Regions from separate parts of the Rattus norvegicus genome. Here region 2 is linked to region 1. The links are chromatin contacts, called in public Hi-C maps. All regions are on one chromosome and are shown on one strand. The core of a region is the stretch at or near the end of the contact, and the rest is flanking DNA. Distances in the headings are between cores, read along the strand shown. Region 1 overlaps Prepl (prolyl endopeptidase-like). Region 2 holds the start of Slc3a1 (solute carrier family 3 member 1).

Region 1 (7,100 bases), core at 2,720-5,219:
CAAGTGCTTCAGAGTCCAGAGCCTTGAAGCAGTTCTTGTTAGGATTAAAGCTTTGACCTTGGTCTTTGGCTTTGGAAAAACCCAGAGTTTGATTTGTTGGTCCCAGTTGTCCTAAAGCTAAAACAATGTACTCCAAGGTCATAGTTAAGTTTTACTGAAAGGCAGAAGAAACTTAGCCAAACTGTGGGCCAAGGAATCCTGTTCCTGTTCCTGTACCAGACTCCCAGTATCTCATTCCCATAGGATCTGCCGTACATGTATGTCCTTGTTAGTTTTCCTAACAGGAGACCCCAGCTTAAATGGGGGCAATGTGTCTGAGCAGAGTGCTGTCTGGCTGTGGCTTCTACAGGTGAAAGCCCGGCCTCTCGATGCCCACAGCCCTTCCTCCTTTTCAGCAGTGCCTGCCACTGATGTTGCTGGGCTAAGACCTCTGATTTTCTAAGGAATTTGCTCTTTCTGCAATTACTCGGAAAGAAAAGCAATTTTCTTCTCATTCTTACTTCAGTGCTTCCGAGCACTCTGTCGGCCTGCTTACCAGGCTTCTTTAAAAGCTGTAAGTGGGGCGTTAGAGGAAGGCTTGACGCTGGACCCTGCTGCTCTAAGAGAATAAATTTTGATTCCTTTCCTTTCTTCTTAAAGTTAAGAATCTTGAGCATAATAGCTTTGAGTCTCTCTGAGTCATTGTGCCTGGAAAGGTTTTGTTCTGCACAATGGTCAGCCTCGGAGCTAAAGTTAGAAACAAACGGTAAATGCTTTAGTGCTGCTGAGCCTGCTGGTAGCCCCGGGATAATAACTCTCATCACCACTGTCCAGGCAGCAGGCTAGGACTGGTGGGAACATCATTCAGAACGTCCACGTGAGGATCATACTTCAGTAAGAGCAGGGCACAGGCTGCTGCTGGGCCTGCATTACTGCCACATTTGCTCTTATCTGTAGCCATTTGGTCATTTCATCACCCAAGTGTCTGTCCCCAAATAAACCTCATGTCAAAAGGAATTTCCCGTAACTACACCTGCGATAAACCATCTTTCCTACACTTTTCTTTATCTTGCTGGTAATTTGTATAAGATTTCATTTGTATACTTGAAATCCATGTTGTCACAATGAAGTAATTCTTAAATGATGTATCATATAATAATAGAAAGTAAAATAGCTGTCCACATCATTTTGCCTGCAGCAGACTCAGAAACTTTAATATTAATCAGTGAAAATGGCTTTTGTCCTTCAGCTGCCTCCTTGGGCCTGTGGATTCATAATGGATACAAATTCTGACCCGAAGAACTGCCCCTTCCAGCTTTGCTCCCCAATAAGACCCCCAAAATATTACACATACAAATTTGCAGAGGGCAAACTGTTTGAGGAAACTGGTCACGAAGATCCAATCACAAAGACCAGTCGAGTTTTACGCATAGAAGCCAAAAGCAAGGTAGGTGTGGTAAGCTCTGCCTTCAGCTCCAGATACTGAAGGGGCCTCGTGCCTGACGTCAGCTTCAGGGTCAGCTTCAGGGTCACATCGACACCATTTTCTGAAAACCCCTTACGCCATGGAAGGTCCCGATGATTTTAGGAATACATAGATTTTTTTTCTTTTAGCTTTAACATGGTTTTAAAAATCTCTGACTAGAGTGCTAAGCCTTTCATTTCACTTGCTTATGTTTGACTTTTAAAGTTGAATTAATACGAAGTAAAGAGGCACAGTTGGTACAGTTATGGCAGTCATTTGGAAAGGATGGACATAGCTGAGTAGAGCAGCCTAGAGCAGTACAGTGCTTGCCCTCAGGAGGCTTCACTGTGGCAGCCACAGTGCCCGGGCCCAAGCAGTCACTACCTGTGTGTTGACAACTACAGAGGAAAGCAGGTTGAGCACAGTGGACAGGTGCTACGGGGGTCTTACCTACTCAGGCAGTACTTCGGTGACCCCTCTGCCTTAGTTAGGGCCTCTACTGCTGTGAGAAAACACAGTATAACCATGAACAAGTTAGAGGAGAAAGGGTTTATTTCAGCGAGGAAACCCATATTCTCTTCCTAGTGCCTGCATATTGAAGCTTAGTCATGTGAAACTCAGCCCCAGAGAGTGTGGCTCCCTCTTCTGGTGTCCAGTGCACTACACATGTGATGTGGTGCAGACACACATGCAGATCAAACACGTAAATAATTTAAATTACATTAATACAATTATAGAAGCCTTTAAAGATGCAGGTGGCTAAGAGCTCACATTTTGATATTTACTAAGGTCAGAAAATGAGGCCAGTAGGACTTTTTAATTAGCACATTTGTAAATAGTCAAAGATAAGAATCCCTGGGCATAGGAAGAATGATATACTAAAATCTCAACGTAAATATGCATTTTGTCTTGGCCCAAATGGAGTAAATTAGTTCTGGGCCCTCAAGAACGCTTTTCAAGTTACTTTCCTACTATGAGAAGCTGTGCCAGTGTTCCAGCTGCAGCTAGCTGTACAGCTGATTATAGACCAGCAGGCGGTTGGGAGCCAGCTCTGTACAGATGCTGGACCCTCCCAGAGCTGGTGCCCACTGCCAGTTAGTGACACACTCAGGAGTGCAGCGCATGGTAGCTGAAGTTGGGGCTAAGCTATTTTAAAGTTCCTCTCGTGTAGGGAATGGAGCCTTACCTAGCACATGCCCTGATCCTGAGGACTGTGAAGAAACAAACAGCAAAGGCTGTTTCCTTATGTGCTAATGGTTCTCCATTTCCAGGATGGAAAGCTAGTGCCCATGACGGTTTTTCACAAGACGGATTCTGAGGACTTGCAGAGGAAGCCTCTCTTGGTGCACGTATATGGAGCTTACGGAATGGATCTGAAGATGAACTTCAGGCCTGAAAGGCGGGTCTTGGTGGATGATGGGTGGATCTTAGCATATTGCCATGTTAGGTGAGTCACCACGTTTCTCCTAGCAGATGAGTGCTAGAGCGTTGTGCCAATTGCTGGAACAACAGTGTGCTAAGGGACCAGGCGTGAGGATGCACAGTGCGTTAGGGGAGCGGGCGTGAGGATGCACAGTGCTTTAGGGGAGCGGGCGTGATGGCACACCTTTGATCCCAGCACTCAAGAGGCAGAGAAAGGTAGACCTCTATTGACAACTACAGAGTAAGACCCTATCTTAAAAGACCAGAACAAACAAGCAAAAGAGAAAAAACAAGTAGGCAGGCAGGCAGGCAGGCAGACAAGTATAAAAGGAACAAAATCTGACCTTCTCACGTGTGTTTTGAACTTATGTATCCCTAAGCCTGAGGATCCTGACTCAGATAGCAGATTCCTTAGTGGATTTGGGGGCTTTGCATGGATGTAGTGCTCGCCCTAGATAACGCCATCATTATTTCCATGAGTCTCCAGATTTCAGGGTTCTGTTTTCACAATTTTTGAGACAGGGTCTTACTTTGTAGCCACAAACTCATGGGCCTTCGAGTGCTGTGACTGCAGGCTAAAGGAGGTTTCTCCTACAGAGCCTCCTTCAGCTGAACTTCTTTTCTCCATTCAATTTCCATTTTATTCTAGCTGTTCTCAAGACACTGCTATCACTTAGAACCCTCTCCACCTCCCTATCTCCAGGACAAAGCCCAATTTCTTAGTAAAATTCTTGTGAACTGGCTTCTCTCTGGCATCCCCTGGCTCATGCCTTCGGAGGGCATGGTCCGCCCTCTGTCCCAGCACATGCTGTGTTTTATCTGGGTCTCAGTTTCCCCTTCCTTAACCTTGCAGAAACCTCTTCCTTCACAACTCAGTTACAGGTCACTTCCCAATGCACCAGTGCTCCTGACTCATTCGACCTAAGCTCTTTCCTCTGCTCAGGCAAAGTTTGTAGCAGCAGCCACCGCACCTGGAGCTGTGGTTTGCCTTCCTTGAGCCAGGGTGCACTTGTGTGTGTTTAAGGACTGCTCTCTGGCAGTCTGTGCGTCATCAAAAGGCGGTCAAGTGTATTTGTTGAGTCAGGTTTTGGCTCTCTTGATAGTTTGACTTTTTGGGTGGCTCATTTCCTGTGACGGCCTCCAGTACAGGTTTGGGCTTTGCAGGCCACTCAGTCTCTGTTGCACATTCCTTCTTGCTGTGTCCTCCAGCCTTTAAAAGCATGATGGCAATTCTGAGCTGAGTGCTGCTCACAAGCCTGACACACACACACACACACACACACACACACACACACACACAAACACACACGTGTGTCACACACGAGCCTGTAACAGTTTGCTGACCCCCACCGTGTCGTTTTTGTTTTCTTCCACTACAGGGGTGGTGGCGAGCTGGGTCTCCAGTGGCATGCTGATGGCCGTCTAACTAAAAAGCTCAATGGCCTGGCTGACTTAGAGGCTTGCATTAAGACGCTTCACAGCCAGGGCTTTTCTCAGCCCAGCCTAACAACGCTGAGCGCTTTCAGTGCTGGAGGTGTGCTTGTGGGAGCACTGTGTAACTCTAAGCCAGAGCTCCTGAGAGCAGTGACCCTGGAGGTGAGTACCCTGTGCCCCTGCTCAGAGGGGAAACGGTGGCGCTTAGGTTTAAACAGAACAGTGGCTCTGGGAGAACGTGTGGAATTCTCTCAATCCTACTATGTACTCTTCCCTGACAACAACTTTTATGGATTCTGCAGGATTTCCATTGAGAGACTAATAGCTGTCCCTGTGACCCTTTTCTGTTTGTGAGAACATTTAGAAATGTATATATGTGCCCTGAGTCCAGGAGTCTGGCGGGGTGTCCTGGGAGTCTGCACACTGCCCTTGTCCGTGTGACAGCGTCCTGCCCAGCTGCAGCTTACTCTAGACTTAGGGACTAAGTCTCTGTTCTTAGACACTCCCTTATTTTGTGCATTTTGTTTTTGCTGTGTAGCAAGTCAGTCTGGCTTCATACTCACAGCCTCTGACCTCAGCCCCCTAAGCACCAGGATTTAATCAATATGCACCACCTTGCCTGCTGTAGAGACTACATTCTTGGTGGTCTTTTAGGTCCTGTCCTCTGAGGAGCTCTCAGCTCTGGAAATGTCCTCCAGTCTTTTCTGCTCTCCAAGACTATGCAGCACCCATCTTCTCCTGTCTCCTGCCTAGATACTCTGGAAAGCAATGACTGTGTGGCTCAGGGTAGCTCTTTTCAGGGTGTGTGTGTGTGTGTGTGTGTGTGTGTGTGTAAGAAGTAGTAAGTTAAATAAATATTAAATAGTTTTATCTAGAAATCTTTTTTTAATATCCTTTGTAGAGGAAATAAACCTTCACACAAAGATAATAACAGAATCGCTCACAATATAAAATGCAGCTAACAGGGTTGGGGATTTAGCTCAGTGGTAGAGCACTTGCCTAGCAAGCACAAGGCCATGGGTTCAGTCCCCAGCTCCAAAAAAAAGAAAAAAGAAAAAAAATTAGCAAAATGCAGCTAACAATTTTTAGAAATTAGAAATAGCCAGAAGTACATTTGTAAGGATATTTAATTCAGTTGCTCATAACAGTAAAGAATTAGGGACAGCCTAAATATTCAACACCAAGTGTCATGTATGAGTCAAAGTCATTGATTATAAGACCCAGAATTACGGCTAACTGAAGCAGGAAGGGTTTACTGCAGTACTATGTAATAGTGGGTGTGTGGAGAACCAGTGCCAGAGGCTACGGAGCCAGGAAGTGCCCAGAGGAGCTGCCACTGGTGATCACAGAGCACCTCACACTGCCATTGGTGCCTCTGAAAGCTGGGGACACATACACTTCACCTGAATTAGACTTTCCTTGGTCATCCTCTGTGCAATAGAGGGCCCTCCTTAGAAGGCTGGCAGCTTTGCACATCAGGACAGCCGTCCCGTTAGGCAGCCGGCATTATAGCTAGACTCAGTTAATGTTCCGTACAGGACAAAGCCAGAGAGAACATGAGCTGGAAGGCGGTCCCTTTAACTAAATGTTTCAGCTTATTTCTACATTATGTGTATGGGTGTTTTGTATGCATGTATGCGTGCGTGTCACGTGCAGTTCTGGAGTCTTTTCTCCTTTTTTCTTGGATATCTTCTAAATCTTACCAAAGTACTGTCTGTGAGCTTTATTGTAACATCCAGCAGGTGAAGTAGAGTTTATGTGCTGATGATGCTTTTCTCGCTTTTAAAACTGTCTAGTCACGGAAAAGGCAAAATCTACTCTCCTGACTACTCTTAGTGTACAGCTCGATGATGTTAAACATTTACTCTGTTATGCACCAAGTCTCCAGATCTCAATTTTTATCTTTCAAAACTGAAACACGTATAGTATTGAACACTCTCCATTCCCTCCCTCCCAACCCTGGAAGGCCTCCTTCTGCACTGTGTCCAAAGTCACACATGTGATGTCGTGCAGTCACCTCATGTGGCGTCATGCCAGATTTACTCCTTGATGCTGCTTATCCACTTAGCTGACCCTGATAGCGTCCATTGCAAGAGGCCCAGACTCTTGTCTGTGTGCGCATACCATGGTTTGCTTCTTCACCGTCCTAGTACTGCTTTAAGACCTCTCCAGCTCTTTGGGGTACATCTCTAGGAAGGAGTTACTAGATCAAAAGGAAAGCATTACCTTCGTTTTTTAAGGAACTGCTATACTTTTTGCCAGTGACTACGATTTGCATACTTGCCAACAGTGCGAAAATAGCACAGCTTCTCACTCTCATCACCAACTTGAAATTTTCTGACTGTTGTGGGGTTGTCTTAATCTAGCAGCAGCAATGAATGCAGAGCTGTTCATTTTGTATAAGTAACAATAGGAGAAAAGGCAAACAAACTGAAGTCACAAGGTAAGTTCTCTGCGTTACGTAAGTGTCTGCTAAGGGTTTGAATGTTCTTCAGCCGTCGGTGAATTACCAGTGTACGAAGACTGGGCCGTCTTCCTTCAACCTGGATATGTGTTTATGCAGGAAGCTATTGTGGCGCTCATTTTACCAACCATTGAGTGATACAATGGTCGGTCTTCCTCCTTCTTTGACTAGGCCCCTTTCTTGGATGTTCTCAACACCATGATGGACACCACACTTCCGCTGACACTGGAAGAGTTGGAAGAATGGGGGAACCCTTCGTCCGATGAGAAACACAAGAACTACATAAAGCGCTACTGTCCATGCCAGAATATGAAGCCACAGGTAGGGAGCCGCACT
Region 2 (7,100 bases), core at 3,070-5,569, 39 kb after region 1:
TGGTTACACCGTTGGCGTGGGTACAGTTGTGCCAGATGTAATAATCAGTGTATTTCCCGCTCCGTGTCCTACTCGATTGGAACCAAGGATGTTTGTCACTGGTGTGGTTTGGTATGAAGTCAATTATTAATTTTAAACCTAATGAGTTAAAACATATCAAACGTTAGGAACAGATTGGATTAGAGAATGTCAGTGAAGGAGGAGATGGGTGCTTGTGTACGGGAGGCCACTCTCTGCCTGCTTTCCTGTCCCCCCCCCACGACCCCCGCTCTGTTTACCTTTGTCATGGACCGCAGCAACCAAATTCTCAAAATCTTTCATTGTTCCGAAAATAGGGTCAATTTCTTTGAAATCTTCAACAGCATATCTAAAATCTTTCAAAGGTGATTTATAAAAGGAAGTGATCCAAATGGTCTTTATATTTAAAGCAGTGATGTAGTCCAGCTTCTCTTGGATACCTAAGGAAGAGCCAAGGCCATGAGCAAACGCCGCTTCGTTTTTCTATTTGAAGCAATAAAAAGAAAATAAGGTGGGAGGGGGGTAAGTAAATGCATGAGTGGCTAGAAAGCAAGCCAGCCTGCCTCTCACAACCACTGCCTCAAAGGAATAGCACATTGTTTGTTTGTTTGTTTAGTAAAATAATTTTTCAACCCTCAGAAAGTTGAATTCACATATCCACTATGGAAAGAGGAAAGGGGATAAAGGGGTGGAAACTAGAGACACAGGCAGCTTTAGGGCTTCCTTTACAGCCCTGTGATGTGCGCTTTTGCATACTTTTCTTCTGCATCACCGAGTATCAGGCTGGCCTTGAACTCCTAACGATCCACCTGCTTCTGCCTCCTGAGCGCTGGGATTAGGGTTAAAGTCTGCAAAGCACTGGCCCGTCCCAAGGCAACTTGCCACATGTGACCATTGGGCAGCTGCACTGTCTCGTCTGGGTTGATATGCTGGAGGGGAAGGCACATACCAGACTTCTAACACCCGGTATAAAGAGAAATATGTCAATAGTATCTTATGTTGATCTACCAATATAGAAAAAAATGCATTAAACAAAATATATTATTAAAATCAGTTTCACCTTGGGAAAAATAACTTTGCACAGTGCTGCTATAGTAATATAAGGAGATCGGGATGGAACTGTTCCTGGTCTGGGGAAGAGCTGCGTGCCGTGCTTTCTGGAGCAGTGTGTTAGCTCTGACGTCTGGGGCAGAGGATGCAGTGGGGAGGTGGGATGCAGTGTCCTGGGGTAAGTGGGCTTCGGCACAGTAAATGAATAAGTAACTGAGCAGACAGCAAGAACTATTATCCGGAACACAGGGATCAGGCAGGACTATAAGGCCAAGATAGAGGGCAGGTATGTGCCAGTATTTGCCAGGTTCCGTGTTCTCTCAAGCTGTCTTTACAGCAAGCGGTCCTCGTTCACTTATGTAGAAAGGCAGAAGTTCACACACAAGAGATTCTTGGCTTGTCAGAGGGACCAATGGAAGTTAAGCTCTGTATGTGGAACCCTGTAGGACGATTGCCTGCTGTGGCTTCTAGACCGTGGTCCTAAATGCAGATTCGAAGCCTTGAGCCAGTATTTTTCTCTGTGTTTCCACGAGCCTACCTAAAGCATGCCTCATCTAAACAAGCAGAAGGTCAAGAAGACCAAAGCACAAAGTCTCCTGACCCTGGCAACAGCATCCTGGCAGAAGGGGAGACATTTAGAGACGCTCTTTGGTTTTCAGACTATTGAAACAGATGCCCCTCAGGGATTAGAATTTTCCCCCCAGAATCTCCTGCTGGGAGAGGAAAAAGCCTGAAGCCTGGTGCCAGCCAGAGGAGGAGCTTATCTCCGGGAAAGAGATTTCTCACAGCTCTCAGCACCTCGGCAGAGCACCGGGATGACCAGAGCTGGAGAGTGAGGCATCTACGAGAGATGGCCACACCTTGGCCAGGACTGCTTTGCTGTGCATTTCTCTTCCCTTTTATTCCAGCCTACGCCTCCCATCAAGAACCCTGACTGGGGCCCTGTGGAATCAGTCTCTGCGTTTCTCTGTCACTCAGCAGGACCTAGCTGCCCTGTTGAGAATGGAGACTGAGCACCTGGATATGCCCATCCTGCTGTAGCAGGTGCTTGCTGTGCTGCCTTCCAGTTGGCTACAGCATTTCAGGGCGACAGCTGGCGGCAGAAATATTTCCACTTACACCCCAAGCAAGCACAGGACTGAGGACGCAGGGTTCCCTGGAGCAGAGTGGCTACTCCAGCATAAGGAAGGGAGAAGACTGGGGCAGCTGGGGGTCGGGAACGACATACCACCAAGGGACTGAGGGACCCTAGTCCCATCTTTGGAGAGACAGAAGGCAACACTAAAACCAAACATGGGGCAATTTCTTCAGAATAACAGAATCCTTGAACTTGAGGAACAGTACCTACTGGATATCAGGAAGCGACTGTTTCCAAAGGTAAAACAGAAGACACACAGAGCTGACTAGAAACTGCATGTCTGTGGGGACTTGGAAGCCACTTAGGAGCGAGCTGGAGGCAGGCCCAGGAGGCAGAAGTGTGTCCCTGGTTCTGGATTGTCAAATCCGAGGTTGCCAACATTTGCTGAGTAGGAGGGGAAACAGGAGCTTGCAGGCAGTGCCAAGGGGCATAACGTCCAAAGCAGCAAGGGACCATGATGAAGGTGAAAGATAAAGCCTCAAGAAGGTGGCAGCTCTGAGTCGTGCCCCTGGGGACAGATACATAGTTCTCCAGATAGTGAAGATGGAGAAACTATTTTTAAGAGTGGAAAGGCTGCTGAAACTTGTCTCACAGGGCAAAGCTGGGGATCCACCCCAGACGGAGAGTGTGGAGAAAAAGTCAGGGGTGGGAGGGGGACAAACAGGACAGAGTACAAAACAAAGAAGCCTTTCATTAAGGAAGTCTGGGGGCTTTGAACATATGACATTTTAAAGACAAACTCACTCTACCACACCATCTTGGTTTTTCCTTCAAACAAATAATCATTGCAAGAAAAGAATTTCCTTCCTAGTTTATTTCTTCTCACTGCACTCCCTTTTTATAATTCTGTGTGTCTCTGTCTCCCCTCCTCCCTCCTTCTCTCTCTCCCCCTCCCCACTTTCTGTTTTGATTTTAGCCCTGGCAATCTTCCTCAGCCTCCTCAGGGCTAGCATTACAAGCCAGAGGGACAGCACCCAGCTCTCTTGTGTCCTAAACCATGGTGACTCATGAGCCAATCTAGTTTACACCCACTGTCTAGCACAGTTTCAATCTTAATATGGCTGATGGAACATATATTATAATCCACTTATAAGGATAAGAAATGACATACAGAACTTTTAGCTTAATTTAAAAAAAATCCAAACGTTTGGTTCTATTTTTCTATCAATATGGCTGCCGCTGTGGAGAACCCTTTATTAGGCAACAACTGGTGAGCCTTTAGCCTTCTCTTATCTCTCAGGATTGAAACTTGAAGACAGTCATCCCTTCTGCAGACATTTGTATAACACGATGTATTTATTAATAAACTCTCAGCTAAAGAACACACTGTGCCTGTCCCCAGAGAGCCAGTCTCAGATGAAACACGGAGCCACAAAATCAGATTTTAGGATTGATGGGTGAATGAATATGTGCGTGGGTTTAGTGGGCAAGAGATTAAACAACCCCTTGGTTCTGAATCCTTCAGCAAAGAGCCTTGCATCAGGAGCAAGGCTTGCGGGCTTCTGCTGAGTGGTGCTTGAATGAACTCCCAGGGGAACGGGTGCCAGCCATCCTGGAATGTGTTTACCACACAAGCCAGGCACAAAGTGGTTTCCAGGAAGCTGGGAGTTGGCCCACAAACCACCCTCCACTGGTCCTAAGCGCCGAACACCCACCTTTCAGGTCTCCATTCCCATCCTTGTCACTGTCCTTAAAAGACCTCGGGTAGATCTGGTACATGGGACCTGCCTGCCACCAGTCAAGGCATTTTGGAGAGATGATGATGATGGCTATGGTGGCTCCGATGAGCAGGAACACGGAGACCACGGTGAGCCAGAAGAGGATCTCCCGAGGCACCCGGTAGCGAGCCTGGCCAGAGAACTGGAACAGCACCTCCTTGGGCATCCCTGCATAGGGCCGCACCACCTTTAGTTGAGGCTCCTCTGGAGCAGGGATACTAACAGCGTTGGACTGTGGAGTGTCCCTGGAGTCTGGGTCCTGCTCCTGGATGTCTTCATTTTGGACAAACCCGTTATTCGTCCGGCATCCCTTCATACTCATCTGGATAGAGTCTCTCTTGTCTTTGTCCTCATTCATGTCTATCCGGTGCAGCTCTTCCCAGTGCTTTCCAGTAGGGACAGAGTGAAAAGGTGGCTTGCTGGGTGCTGTGGTTTATTAATGAGCTTTGAATGGTTTATAAATAATCCTGGCTGGACAAAGTCCAGCCAAGGAAGAAAGGGTAAAGTTTAGTAAAGGGGGTCAGGGGGAGGGGGTGTGTGCACAAATGATCTTTACACCAGGTGGTTGACTCAGCTACAGTAACAGTACATGGGGGAGGAGACTGGGGAGAAGAGGCGGGCTTCCAAACACCGTAAGATGCTACTTGTGTGAGTTCCAACTGCCTACAGTAATTCCATTCACAAATCTACAAAAGGTGGAGGTGACCCAGAGATGCACCCATCATCATGTGAATGTGAAATGGACGTACAGGAGAAATTATTCCCTGAAAGGGAAGCCAAGTCTGACACACACTACAGGATGGATGGACCTCAAGGGCATTACGCTGAGTGGAAAATAACCACAGCCACACAAATATTGTGTGGTTCCACTTAGAGAAGGAATCTATGTTCACAGAAGCACAGAACAGAACAGTGGTTGGGGGTTTAGGAGGAACTGTGGGAAAGTGTTGGCCAATGGAATAGAATTCTAGCTAGGGATTTTGATGAGTTTTAGAGATGGACAATTGTGGTACTACAATAATGCAGACACACTGCCACCGAGCCAGTTATTAAGTGGGTATAATAGTGTTGTTTCACAATGGTTGAAAAACATTGACATTTTCTTTCTTTAGCTAGGTAGAAAAATGATCTCAAACTTTCTAAGGAGAAGCTGGCTGTCCATTTTGTTTGCAGGTGTTCCCCTACAGATCCACAGCAGCAGCTCTGGAGACAGGGGACTGCATTTTGTCGCTGAAGCTCATTTCATGTCAGCTCAGGCCGACTCCAGACAGCCCTTGTGTATGACTAAGCAAGGCATGTGTGTGCTCAGTTCAACCTCAGGCCTTTGATCCTGATTTCAGAGAAGAATGTGGTTTAACATTCTTGTAAGCACTTCCAGAAAAGGTGGGGGAATGGGATGCTGAGCCTTGCAAGTTCAAGTGTTTTACTACAGGCAAACAGTCCTTAATCCTCATACTAAGTAGTTGTTTAATCATTGACAAGTGTAGAACACATTTGCAAGTCCCCAGAAACTGTTGAAAGGCTGGCCTCAGAGATTCCCCAGGCCTCAAGAAATAAGATGATCAGTCACACTTGAGGGCTTTGATTAGACAGGAGGTGTTTTCTTTTTTTTTTTAAAGATTTATTTATTTATTATATATAAGTACACTGTAGCTGTCTTCAGACCCACCAGAAGAGGGCATCAGATCCCATTACAGATGGTTGTGAGCCACCATGTGGTTGCTGGGATTTGAACTCAGGACCTCTGGAAGAGCAGTCAGTGCTCTTAGCCGCTGAGCCATCTCCCCAGCCCAGGAGGTGTTTTCTTAATTAAAATGTTTTTATCATTCTTGTGTTGGGTGGGGTGCGGGGTGCATGAGACGTTCAGACTCCACTGTCTTCTCTGGGTGCCCAACACCACAGGGGCTTCTGAAGGGCATCTTGTGTAACCAGTGACCTGTTCTGGTTTAATGTCATGAAAACACAGAAATGTGAATCCCTTCTCAGAAACTTGCATAAACTACAATGTTGTTTCTCACCATTATTAATTATACCCAAAACTTTTGTAAAGAAGCAGTTGTGTGCTATTGTTTGTTTTGACCAAGTCTCACGATGTATCCCTGGCTGGCTTGGAAGTCTCTAGAGTGGATGGACAACACTAGCCTTGAATTCAGAGGTAGCTAATGAAGTGAGTTGCCTTCCATGTTTTGATACTGCATTATCTGTCAGACACATAATAAATACACCATAGAAACATCCATGTCCATCCTCCCCGAATTTGACTGAGACAACACAACCCTTCAGCATGCAGACTGTATGAGTTGGACTAATCAGCTGGGCTTTGGCCTGGAGGGTGCTTTTTTTTTTTTTTTTTTTTTTTTGGTTCTTTTTTTCGGAGCTGGGGATTGAACCCACTGGAGGGTGCTTTTAACAATTAAACAAATCATGAGCTCAGTGCTTGACCCACTAGACTAACACCTTTCAATTTTCTATATCCCAAGGCAATCATTGAGAGCAGACACAAGTTGAGGCATATGTCTGCCACAAGCAACCAAAGCACTTACCTTTAATATCAAAGTGTATGCTGGTGAATTTTATGTATATGTTTCTTCAGATAAGGGTACAATGTAACTTGACAAACGGAACCTACCAAGTAATTTGGCAATGTGTGCCGAGAGCTCTGACATTTGTAGGGGTAACTGAGGGTAGTCCTATATTGAAACAGAAACTACACAAAAATGAGAGTTTGGACTTGAGACAAAGGAATGTGGAAATATTTGGGATCATGACTATGTGACTATGCATATATGTGCATATATAAATGCATATAAAGCATAAAAGAGAACTTAATACAGAGACAATACGTAGTGTTGGACCACTGGCTATCTGGGAAGATCATAGAACATAAAGCTAACCTTACTCCTTAAAAAAAAAAATTTCTATGTACACCGATTTTAAAAGTAAAAAAAAGGTAAAATTTAAGGATTTTTAAAAAATACATAAAAACAATCCTGGAGTAGAAAAGCTTTCCTAAATACAAAGCAAAATATAAATCCTAGAGCCTAGGGGATGGGGGGGGCGTCCACCTTAGATAGGAAGGTCTGCAGAGATGGCTCCGCAGCTGAGAGCAGTGGATCTTCCCCCGTCACCATGTGGTGACTCACACCCATCTGAAGCAGGATCTGATGCTCTCTGAG

The links. A called contact is a pair of places that touch in the nucleus more often than the background predicts.
Region 2: a contact with region 1 is called in a Hi-C map of the A7r5 cell line, with 1.8 times the contacts expected there. The contact joins the promoter of Slc3a1 here to the enhancer-like site in region 1. A contact is called at or near these places in 3 of 12 Hi-C or Micro-C datasets (the A7r5 cell line, kidney and liver).

The regions. Positions count from the first base shown.
Region 1 is chr6:15,352,037-15,359,136 of GRCr8, forward strand. Prepl (prolyl endopeptidase-like) reads left to right here. Exons shown (of 14, transcript NM_001010951.2): 8 at 1,229-1,426; 9 at 2,716-2,891; 10 at 4,246-4,462; 11 at 6,936-7,085. Among named protein-coding and RNA genes, the nearest start is that of Prepl, 22 kb to the left of the region's middle. Within about 2 kb of position 3,970, at least 5 of the 93 cell types and tissues checked have an H3K27ac peak or open chromatin away from gene starts, as enhancers often do. A contact at or near this core is called in the A7r5 cell line, where this site is marked.
Region 2 is chr6:15,390,430-15,397,529 of GRCr8, forward strand. Slc3a1 (solute carrier family 3 member 1) reads right to left here and starts at 4,320. Exons shown (of 10, transcript NM_017216.1): 1 at 3,862-4,320; 2 at 279-458; 3 at 1-138. The coding sequence starts at 4,282.